Linked DNA regions of Zea mays: region 1 is linked to region 2. Evidence: chromatin contacts called from public Hi-C data. All regions are on one chromosome and are shown on one strand. Each heading gives the region's core, a stretch centred on a gene start, on an enhancer-like site or on the middle of the called end of the contact. The rest is flanking DNA. Distances are from core to core; before and after follow the strand shown. Region 1 holds the start of LOC100383365. Region 2 holds the start of LOC100383395.

Region 1 (5,497 bases), core at 2,679-5,178, 350 kb before region 2:
GGTCTAGCACGCTTGCTACAGGTACATCTTTCACTTTGTTTGGCTTAAAACTTTCAGTTAACACACCCTTCTCATGTTCAGACCGGGTGCTTCTGCTTCCTTTGCCTGACCCATCAACCACCATCTCTGATGGAGAATATCCAAAATGATCACGAAGAGGCAAACTTGGAACACGTATAACCACTTCAGCATCAGGAGGAAGGTCTCTAGATCCAGAGTTCTTCTGTGAGTTAGAACTAGCTCGGCTATTATCATCCTCAGAAATGCTGGCGGAAGATGATATGCATTGCATTTTGTCTGCTTCACTGGAATTCGATGGTAAATCTTTTTCTTGAGAGAAATGACTGCCTGCAGAAAAGCTATAAGATGGAAGAAGTCTCTCGTCAGCATTTTGTCCATTGCTTCCTTGGCCATTGTTGGAGTAATTTTTACTTCCAGGTGATAAGTGTGAAACTGGTGTAGGTGCTGAAACATCAAGCCTGTTTCCATCAAGTCTGACCACAATTGCATGTGAACATGACCCACAGCGCAGCTTGTACTCATCTTTTCCCAGCATGAGAGAATTCTTGGGAAGATGCAGTACTTCATAGCAATTGTAGCATATGGTAAAAGGGGCACCATTGGCAATTGGTTCACAAGTCTGTGCAGGTTTTTTACTCAGGGTGTCCCTCAGATGATTGTGTCGCATCAGACCATTAATACCTCTTGGATTGTAGTTCTGTGCACCAAACACCACCGGGCCTTCTACAGGGTTGTTCATAAGATATGGTGCCCTGCGATGGTTGAAACCCAGTGGAGCCCCATGAACAGGTAATAATTCACGATGGTAACAATGTAAGCAAGAGCAAGCAGGCTGATGGTAGAAGCCGTCATGGTGATAAGAGATCAGAGGGTCAGGATCATACTGTCCATGGAAATAGTTATCGAAGTTTCTCCATGGATAAGGGGCGGCTGGGTAAATAGGAGCTCCCATATGTGCAACAGATTGTCCGTATCCATGGAGATCTTGCTGTACAGATACTGAAGGATAAGCAGGAGGAACAACAGGTGCCTGTCCATTCAAAGAAGGTGAGCACTGAGAACCATTACGCTGCAACTGAGGTGAACCATACCGCAATCGACTCAGACGCTCATGAGGATTGTAGGAGCTTGCAGGATCCACCATTCTATTTGTTGAAGCATTCACACTTGACTTGTCAGCAATCTCGTAGGATCTCTGTACCTGGTCCCTCAACTCATCGAGCATCCGCAGAAGCTCAGTACGGTCTTTCTCAAGGCCACCGGCTCTGGTGCTAGGAACATCTAAATTCTTGTCACTCAGATGTCCCTTCTCACCGCTAGCATATATGAATCCTGGTTTTTTATGACACTCAGATGGCCCTTCTAAAGGGTAAGCATTAGAAGGGATGTTGCTAACCACAGGCCTTGGTGATCTGTCACTTGCCCTCGCTGGCTGCTTTGCTTCTCCTTTCTCTTCAAGACGAATGCGGCGGTATTTTGCCTCCTTAACTTCCCTGCTGTCATCTCTAAGTGCAGGTTCAAGTTTCATGGTGCAGTTGGGTGCACAAGTAGCATGGTTATCATCGAAACTGAATCCAGATTGGCTATGTGCAGCCGCCACCATTCTGTTGGGTGCAAATCTCTCTTCTGACCTAGCTTCGATCTTGTTGGTGTCTGCTTCTCGAACAGCACAGCTAGCTTCAGATGCTGCTCCTTTCTTATCTGGTAAACTCTCAAGCACTTCAAGGTACTTCACATGCTCAGTATCAGACTTATCTGAAGAAGTATCAGATCCTGAGCTCTTCTTTGCTGCAAATGGTTAACGGGGGAAAATGTGAACATGAGAATAAACATACAGGAAACATTTTTTTGGATAAAAACATACAGAAACAATCAGCTAAACAATGAAAATATCAGAATATATACAAAGAACACACGTATTCAAAACAAAGAATGAGTAACCGAGGTTCCAAGATTTTGCACAGAATTACAGCCACGTCCACAACAAATTCTGTCAGTCAACAGTCAACACTGAGTATCCTAAGGTGACATTAGTGCAACAGCAAACACACGACCAAACATTGGAGAATGTTAACAGGGAATTAAAGAGAGAATACAGAACTGTAAGTGGACCAGTTTAAATAGAATGTTCCAATTATTTCCAGATGTTAAAATGAATGGAGACTCTTTCAAAAAAGAAACTAGGCACTCTCTGTTGCTAGCCACAGCCATTTTATGTGTCCAATCCAAAGAAATATGTCGAAGTGACAATCATAGTGAAGATCTAGAAAATCCAATGGGTTTAAGTTTTTCCCAGTTTGGGGACCACAAGCCGAGATGACTCCCCAGAAATGATCCATGCTCTGAGTCATAAGAAGTTATAAAATCAACATGTTTAAACAAGGTTACAATCTACCAGATTTTAAAATGAGCAACCCTTGTTCAACGCATGCAAATATAACCAGCAAAAACTTGCATCAAGGGGAATGTCCCAGAAGATAACTTCTGTAATTTTAATAAAAACAACAGGAGTGGGGCTGCGTACGAATTACTGAAACTTTTTGACTGCAGGCTGTGAAGAAACAAGGTTTGGCTCCAAATTACTGCGAAAACAGAATTGGGTTCACCAAAGACAGAAGTGCTTTTACTGTGCCATCGTACCAAGTGTGGCAGGATCGACGGCAAATCCGGAGGAAGTTGCGAATACAACAAGGGAGTCCTCAAAGAAGGAAACGAGCATTTCACAATAATGGGGACCAAAAGAAAAGAGACACTACACTGGATTGCGTAGAAACTATAAGAAACATGCGGAGAAAAATGGAATCTTTCGGAACTCAGAAGAGGACGAAACGAGCTGGTCATATCCGCGTCCCAGGAAACCGCCCAACCCAGCAGCAGCAGTCCCCACGAGGCAATTTCAAAGAGTAACCATGTGATTGTCGAGAAGAATCTCTTGTTGTGGCCGATTAGTGTGAAATTAGATTGCTGATCTAATGCAACAAAAAATGCAGGTGGATTGAGTAGAGATAGTAGACTACCACGAAGACAAGGATGCCCAATAAGAACAGGAGAGAAGTAGGGAAGGGAGTGATTGCAGACGAAAAAGGTGGGGGGGTGCACCGTGCACCTACCTTGGAGCGTGGCGCCGCAACCGCCGCAGACGTAGACGGAGTAATTGGGCAGCTCCGGCAAAAGTTTGTCGCACTTGGGGCAGCGCACCACCCGTATCTGCTGCTGCGGTGGCGGCGGGCGCTGCACCACGGAGCCGGAGCTGTCCTCCTCACCCTCCATGCACAATATGCCGTCGGCTCCTGAGGGCGCCTGAGCGCGACGGAATCCCTCGTCCCGCCGCGAGTCGCTCACAGCACCAACCGCCGCCGCCGAGACGGACGCATACAAGTCGGCGAGTGGAGTCAATCAAGGGAACGCGAAGCGGCCCGGCGGGGATCAGAGAAGCAATGCGCAGGAAGGGCGTGGCCGGCAAGGAAGAGGCCGGAGAGCAAGGCGCCAAGAGCGGCCCGGAAGGAAAACGGAGCCCGAGAGGACCGGCTGGGGAGGAAACCGAGAACGACCAGGTGCGCACAACCGCAACGCGACGCAGAGACAGGAAGGGGAGGGAGAAGAAGAGGCCGAGCAGGCGGGCGACCGTGATGAGGCGCCGCTTTTTCTCCTCTCTGTCTCTCTCACCCCCGCGCGGGGTGGGACGCCCGAATGCCCCCCTGGCTCAGTCGGTCAGGCGGTGAGCCACTCCACTCGACCACTCCAGCCCAGCAAAGCTCCCTCCTTTCCTTTGCGACTGCCTCGTTGCCGTCTGCCTTGGGTCTCCCTCCAACTTTGGCTGCTGTCTTTCGGTCTTTCCTCTCGCTGTGTCCCTCCTTCTGGCTTTGTGTTGGGCGCCGAGGTGAGGGTGTGACCGCGTGAGGCGAAGGTGACTGAGGAGGTAGAGGACTGGAGGTCAGGCGTTGTGCCGTTGTATGCTGAATAAAGAGGGTACGGTAAAAATGTTGTTTAAAGAAAGGTATAATGTGGCTTTGCTCAACAACACGGTACAGTACATAAAGTTATCTCCACCAGATCCCTATTATATCTCTCTCGTGATCTATTTTAAACTTCTCTTTATAAATAATGTTAAACATTATCATTTACCATCTACCGTTACACGTCTGCTATTTTTCATACACTACTAGAGACAGTCAAGATCACTCTGCTCTTACGCAACGCAAACAGCCCCCTCTGAGTCTTCTCTCCTGCTGCCAGGTTGCGTAAAATGTCGACAATGCAGCGGCATGTTGCATTCCTGATGGTGAAACCCCCACCCAACCCGTACTCTAGAGTGGGATTATTTTTCTTTAGGGCTAGTTTTGAAATTCAAATCTCCTCTAAAATTGGAGAGTGAGGAATTTTTCTATTGTTCATCATGTCTGGGTAGTTTTGCCATTGAAACAAATTTATAAAGGTTGTTAGTTTATCTCTATCATCATCTCTATAAACAGTACAATATATACACGATTTGTTGCTCATATCATTATATAAAGATTCGTCGATCTAGATGATTCAAATCAATTGGTTCCAGGTTCCAGCCATATGCGCTAATTTTAGGCTGCCTTTTGGAATATCGGATTTGAGAATCCGACCGTACATTTTATTCAAGAAAATTCAGCATAAGATTTATAATTGATATTCTTTTCTTGCAGCACATCCATATACAGGTAGGGGTATTCATAGGTAATTGAGAGGGATAGTGGATCCCCAAATACTATTATACACCCAATTATCTTCTACATTCCCAAAATATTTTTTTAACGGGGTCATTATAATGGACAGAGTATAGTAATTCCGCGCACTAAAAAATCTACACCGCAAAGGAGCTTACAAGTGGGACCATATGACTGTGGGGCAGAGTCATGGGTTTCTCAGTAGCCTGTCGAGGCCTCCACTCATGTGTCGCACCCTTGGTTCTGCAAAGTCACGTCCTTGCCTTCGCTTGGACTGGGCGTTCGCTGTCTGAGAGAAGACCTTCAGTGTACGTTTGAGCCTACAACGAGCCCCCTTCTCGTCTATCGCGGGCCCTCGCCTTCGCTACCCTATGGAAGGGCGTCAAATCCAAAGTACCATTCGTTTGATGTTCATGTGTAAGAAATGTCTGGTCGTAGTTGCGTTAGAGAGATCGAGGTCAAGTTCGGCCTCCGCTCCAACACTACCCCCGAGGGATCAGTATTGAAGTGGCCCGAGGGGGATGGTCGAACGTTGGTCCCGAAGTCTTTTTACATGGGATGGCCAAACGCTGCCCTCGATCACATGTTGAAGTGGCCCGAGGGGGTTTTAGTAATGTGACTGCTGCGGGATGTGATCGTTGGGGGATGCGATGTTTTTACTATTGGGCCTTTGGTTTCCCGAGGCGTTTTCTGGTCTATAAAAACTGACGCTGCCCATGAGGTAAAAACTTTCACGCGCCGGCACGAAACCCTCGTTCGTTCAGTTTGAAAAAGCTGCTACA
Region 2 (6,213 bases), core at 724-3,223:
GATCTTTCATCCATTCCACCTAAGATCAGATAATTTGAACTTCCAAAAAAAATACAGGAACTCAAGTGGCCAAGTGCTACCAGATAAGAACAAAACAAAAACCACAGGCATCATAAACCATTGCACGACATATATACTAAGTAGGGACTAAGTTCCTGCCATAAAAAGTGGCAGAATTTGAAGCTTACGAGTCTTACCAGTAATAATCAAACAGCAGTAGACCACATGTACTTAAACGTTGATTGCCCTAATTCCCAGCAAATGTGCCTGCAAAAATGAACGCAGAAGCCAAAATATCATCATGCATGCCACAGGTTGCAACTTTGTATCAGGAACAATAATATTAACCTGTATGGATCTCTGCAAAAAGTAAGGACTAGAGTATATCTGAAGTGGGTCTATAGGTCAGTGTTATTTTTTTAGAGTCAGAATATAATTAAATATAGGGCAAGAATATTCTAGGTTCATCTCAATCCCAACAAGCAAAATGGAACTTGGTTTCAATTCACCAGATAAAACCATTAAGAAAATTTCAAATGATGCGTAATGGTACTCTCGTATGCCTTTCGTGAGCAAAAGCAACTACAAAGAAAGATATTGAACATAATTTAAACTACGAGAGAGGAGGTCAGAAGATTCACTGGAAAGGAACAGTCAAATGAGCAGAGCTTTTTACTCCATTGAACTTGCAAAGGGAAAGCAGCCTGCCGTGTTCATTTGATTACAAAATCAAGGGAATTGGAGAGGTTTGAGAGGGGTTTTGCCTTGCAGGGGATTTAATCCTCCATACAGTTCCCTTAGTTTTGGGGTCAAACGAACAGAAGGGATGGACCAGAGAGAACGAACCATGCGCGTGTAGAGGTGATCCTGCCACTGTCTTTCGATTGTAGGAGACGTAGGAACATTACTGTATACCTAAACTACATGTGATCCAATTAGGGAGCCAAGATGAAACCAACCATACATTCTTCTTCTGAAGATACTATATTGTTCATAAACGTAACTCTCTAGTCAATAAGTTTAAGATCGTTGTTTTCATGAAGCGCAACTTTGTGAAGCGCTTCTACACCTTCTCCACAAATAAACAATGGATGGGAATTCACAGTGTTCAGAGGCAGACTCTGTCACAAGGTAAGAGGAATTATGAGTGATTTCACTAAGACAACGGGTTGAAAATCTCCTCAATGCAGACATGAACCCCAAAATGAGACAGAAGCTGCAGCACAATTCAGGCTCCACTCCTCTCACCTAGACCCAGAGCCTCAGACACCATCAAAGATCTGACTCAGAACGATTCTCCAGATTTAAAAAAATAGAGACGCGACGCCGCTCCACTAACAAGTATATCCAGTTTCGCGTGCGCACCTCATCAACCGCAAGGGCACGGGTTGAGCTAAGAACTGAACGATCTCTCAAGTTCTCCATGGGCAAACGAAGGGTGGGCTCAGTACGAAGACAATAAACTAGAAGGCCATACCAACCTTCCACCTTGCACCTCTCCGGAACACTGAGCCGGAGCTGGGAAGGATCAACTTGCTGCCAGCGAAGGATTAAATAGCGGACACCCCCCACACCGCGACAAGAACTGAAATTAATAATCGTAAATTCGTGAAAACGAGCGTGGAAGAACCCGCGGGGACTACAAGGAGAGAGATTTTCGCGCAAACTTCGCTGGCGCATACGAGGACGAAAACGAAACCGCCGGCGCCGGTAAAATACGACGACGCCGACCGAGAGGGAGGCGGGCGCGCGCCACGACGGATGGGGAGGAGGGCGAAGGAGATACCTAGGCGGCGGGGGCGTTCGCGTCGTCGCCGTCGTCCGCGCCTCGGAGACGCAGGAGAGAGAGGGAGGGCTGATGGGCAGAAAGCGAGAGGCGGTGATGCGATGCGATGCGATGTCGGACGGGGACGAGGAGAAGTGGAGCAGAGAGATGCTGAGGTGAGGGTGTGGCCCTTTGCCTTGGCAACCAGAGCAGAGAGGGGCAATTACAGCATTCCTTCGGGGGGCTTTTTTAATGGAAAAAAAGTCGCTCTCCCTCCCTTTCGTTTCCTTGGGCAGAGCGGATGCCAAGTTTGTTCGGAGTCCAGCAACGGTTTATTTTGAATAAGCTTTTACGGAACATAAAAAGGGCAGAAACTATTCATGGAAACCACTGAAATAATAAAAAAAGGAAACTAAAAATAGATAATCTGGCACATGTGAACAGCCAGTGATATTTTGTTCTACTATCATATATGTTGGCTCTCTCTAAACTTTGCCGGTTTGTAAGAGAAAGTAGCTGATTAACACGACAATTTTGAGTTGTTCTATGGTATATTTTTTTTACTTTGGTTTGATGGTAAAGAATTGTAAGCTTGTATTTGTCGGAGCATCTGTCTGCAATACGTCTACGTGAGGCCAAAGAGAAGAGAATCTGTTGTTGTCCTTGTCCGTAAATCCGACATCCAGCAAGGATCTTACAGCGAAAAAGGCGACTCGACCAAACGAAGCCGCTTGGAAGAATCCATGGCCGCCTGTGCAAGTGCGCATGCCTCTATGCGGTCGGCGGCGCACCTCACGCCACCGCTACCACGTCGCGCCCATCAACCGACGCGTGGGCCCACGAACCACCTTGCCCCGCACGTCAGTCGCGTATGCTCATTGCTCACTCGGATGGCTCGCGCACTAGTACATGGACGGAATCGGGCCGTCACGGGTGACGCGACTCGCACCCGCGCTGCCGCCCTGCCTCGGATTGTGTTGTGCGTGGGGCCCAGGTGAGCAAAGGATGGTCGCGGCGGCGTCCGTGTCGCCATCCTGGAGTGGTGCCGTCTCTTTGTTTTGCAACGTGGGGGAGTGCGGCCCGGCCGACGTGTCAGCCTCCTTCCCAATTGATCTCCGCAAACTGACCTGACCTCACCTGCTATGCGCTTGCTCTCGGTGTTATATTGTTTTATTAAAATAAAAAAAAATACATCTAATTATATATTTAAACAAATGCAATTACGTAAGAAAAACAATTAGAAATTATATAACATAACCATCAAAATTAAAAACACGTATTTTATTAATCTTTTCTATACTATATAAATCATCAGTTTATATAGTTCCACGTTTACTATCGTCGTAGTGTGTCGTTCTTCCTCTTCCCGCTTTATCTAAAAATAAGGTAAAATTATGCTTAAATGGGGTTCAAAACTTGATTGTGACACCATATTCACACTAATCTAACCAATAAAATACACATATTTTTATGTTTTATTAAAATAAAGTTTACTAATGTTATATAAAAACCGTAACAATACACAGTCATCCGACTAGTATAACTAATAAACTAAGTTTTTTTTCTCATTTTCCTCCTCCACCTTTTTTATGCCTTTTCCCCTCTAGTTTAAGTTGCTTTGTTAGTTTTTTAAGGCTAATTTCTACATACCTTTTTGTCTTAGTCTATGTCGATATGGAACAATCCATCAATTATTAAATTGCTTAAATAATTTAGTTTGAGAAATCCTCTTACTAGTCTTGTAGATCTTATTTAACATTTCTTTCTATGTAGGTGGGGACTCGCTGCTACTTGTTGCTAGATCAATCCCATTTCATTGAGCTCTTGCCCTATAACGATCAATATGCTATGGTGAGTCCACTCTTTACTATGATGTAGAGCTATAATTGTCGTCCAAGTTCAGACAGGGTTTTTTTGCTCCCATCAAACAAATCATGGAAATCGGTAGGGATACATAGGAGGAGGATATGGGTATGGAACTAGAGGTTGAGTGAGAGAATGGGGCAGGCAGAAACATCATCCTGACAAATATACAGGAAAAAAGGTCATCGAAGAGGACCTCCCCAGTACAAGTAGGGGTGTCGAGAAGTTGTGCACATTTTTCCTTGATGATGTCCATAAAGGTTTGAAAGTTCGTACTCTACATAGAATTCATACTGAAATTAAAGTCTACGATATAAAGGAAGACGAGCAGAATAAAGAATAAGGAGTGTGAATGGACTAAACACGCACCTCCAATTATCGTCTGAATCCTAGGGTTTTAATCTTTTTTATTTTTTAGACTTCAAATAGTTAAAACAACTAGCTGAACCAATCAAAATACATCATGTCTCTAAAGGCGACCGGTACCGACCATACTATCCAACTAAAAGACACCACAAATAATCGGTCGCTCGATAACAACATGTACCGACCGAACTATCAACCAAAAGGCACCAAAAGTAATCAGTTGCTCGGTAACAACCTAACTGTCCAATAGACCAATCGATACCGACCGGACCATGGTCCAACATGGTTGGACCTCATGCCAAACCTTTTGACATTAAGATCGACACGGTCAGACCAACCAATGGCAAGGTTGTTGGCCAAACATCATTTTTAGATTTAGCTGGGTTTATAAAGAATTAAGAACCTATATTTTCAAATGTATTTATTATAAATACATTCAAATATATATATATAGGGCAGGTATAACGGGAGCCCTAGGCTTCCAATAGTTAAAGAAAGCCCAGGCCGACCACCCCTGCAAACTGGTTCAAACCAGCGCGCCCAAACAGGCTGTCGGGTGCGCCACCTGCCCCACGTCTGTTAGCGCAAAAAAAGGAATGCATGCATGAGTCAAACACGATCCAATGCATACACATAAATTTAGGAAAGATATGTGCGGCAGTTTCTGTTTTTAAAATCCTTTATTTCCTCTATAAATTTAGGATCGCTGCAACAGCCATGCAGCTAGACGCGTAAGGACCATTTTATGATATATACTGAGACTAAATATACTACACTGTGTTAATAATTATGCAATTCGATATACTGTGTAAAAATCTGTTACCAGCTGCATGCACACGAATTTATGATAAAAAAATGTGCAATGAAAGGAAATGAATTACACGCATAGAAACAAAAAATCGTATTTAATGTTTTATTTCCTTCATAAATATAAGGTCCCTCCAACAGCCATGCAGCTAAAACACATTAAATCTAGTTTATGACATATACTGATACAAATTATACTACATGGTGTAGGTATTTATGCAATTCGTTACACTACGTAAAAAATCTGGCATGTTGTTCACTGGTGGACGCACCTCCGGGTTGGAGCGTAATAACCTTAAGTTTTGAGCATAAAATCCCTCAATTATAAGCGTATATACCGAGCCAATGTGAGAGGTTGATAGCTCTAGTAGGTTGTTATTACGATCCTATTTTTATGGCAGATCCGAAAAATATGGCAGTCGCATGCATGCGGTTATACAGATCCTAAAATTATGGCAAAATGCATGCATGAGTCAAACACGTTCCCTTGCATGCGCGTAAATTTAGAAAAGATAGGTGTGGCGGTTTCTATTTTAAATGCTTTATTTCCTCCATAAATTTAGGATCGCTGCAACAGACATGCAACTAAAACTCGTAATGACAATTTTATGCTATATACTGATACTAAATATGCTACACTGTGTAGATAATTATGCAATTCGGTATACTGCGTAAAAATCTGCTACAGGCTGCATGCACACAAATTTATGATGGAAAGAATATGCAATGAAAGGAAATGAATTGCATGCATAGAAACAAAAAAATCACATTTAATATTTTATTTGCTTCATAAATATAGGATCCCTCCAACAACTATGCAACTAAACGCATTAGAACTAGTTTATGATGTATACTGAAACAAATTATACTACACGGTGTAGGTATTTATGCAATTCCTTACACTGCGTAAAAAATCTGGCATGTTGTTCACTGGTGGACGCATCTCCGGGTGGAGCGTAAAAACCTTAAGTTTTGAGCATAAAATCCCTCAATTATAAGCGTAAATACCGAGTCAATTACAGGTTGATAGCTTTAGTAGGTTGTTATTACGATCCTATTTTTATGACAGATCTGAAAAACATGGCAGCTGCATGCATGCGGTTTCTATTTTTATACAGATCCAAAAATTATGGCAAAATCGTGGGAGTTTCCATTGCATGCGCGCAAATTAAGAACAGCATAAATCAAGGAATTGTCTTTCCAATGTGCATGCAGTAAACTGATATACGAACCCTGTGTTAAAGCATAAAATTATACAGTTTTTAGCGTAAATAATACATGTGGTAGGCATAAAACACAATAAACGAAAAGAAAAATGCGCCGGATCGGAGGATGTCACGTGCGATCATCGCTGCGCGCATCTCGCCCCTTCCGTGACGTCGCTCGCTCGAACATCGCGCCTCATGCGTCGC

The links. A called contact is a pair of places that touch in the nucleus more often than the background predicts.
Region 1: a Hi-C map of tassel shows a contact between it and region 2, with 6 times the contacts expected there. The contact joins the promoter of LOC100383365 here to the promoter of LOC100383395 in region 2. A contact is called at or near these places in 4 of 25 Hi-C or Micro-C datasets (bundle sheath, ear, endosperm and 1 more).

The regions. Positions count from the first base shown.
Region 1 is chr5:142,847,244-142,852,740 of Zm-B73-REFERENCE-NAM-5.0, reverse strand. LOC100383365 reads right to left here and starts at 3,928. Exons shown (of 5, transcript NM_001362071.1): 1 at 3,132-3,928; 2 at 1-1,809. The coding sequence starts at 3,291.
Region 2 is chr5:142,499,183-142,505,395 of Zm-B73-REFERENCE-NAM-5.0, reverse strand. It overlaps LOC100383395, which reads right to left and starts at 1,973. Exons shown (of 3, transcript NM_001176050.1): 1 at 1,787-1,973; 2 at 198-267.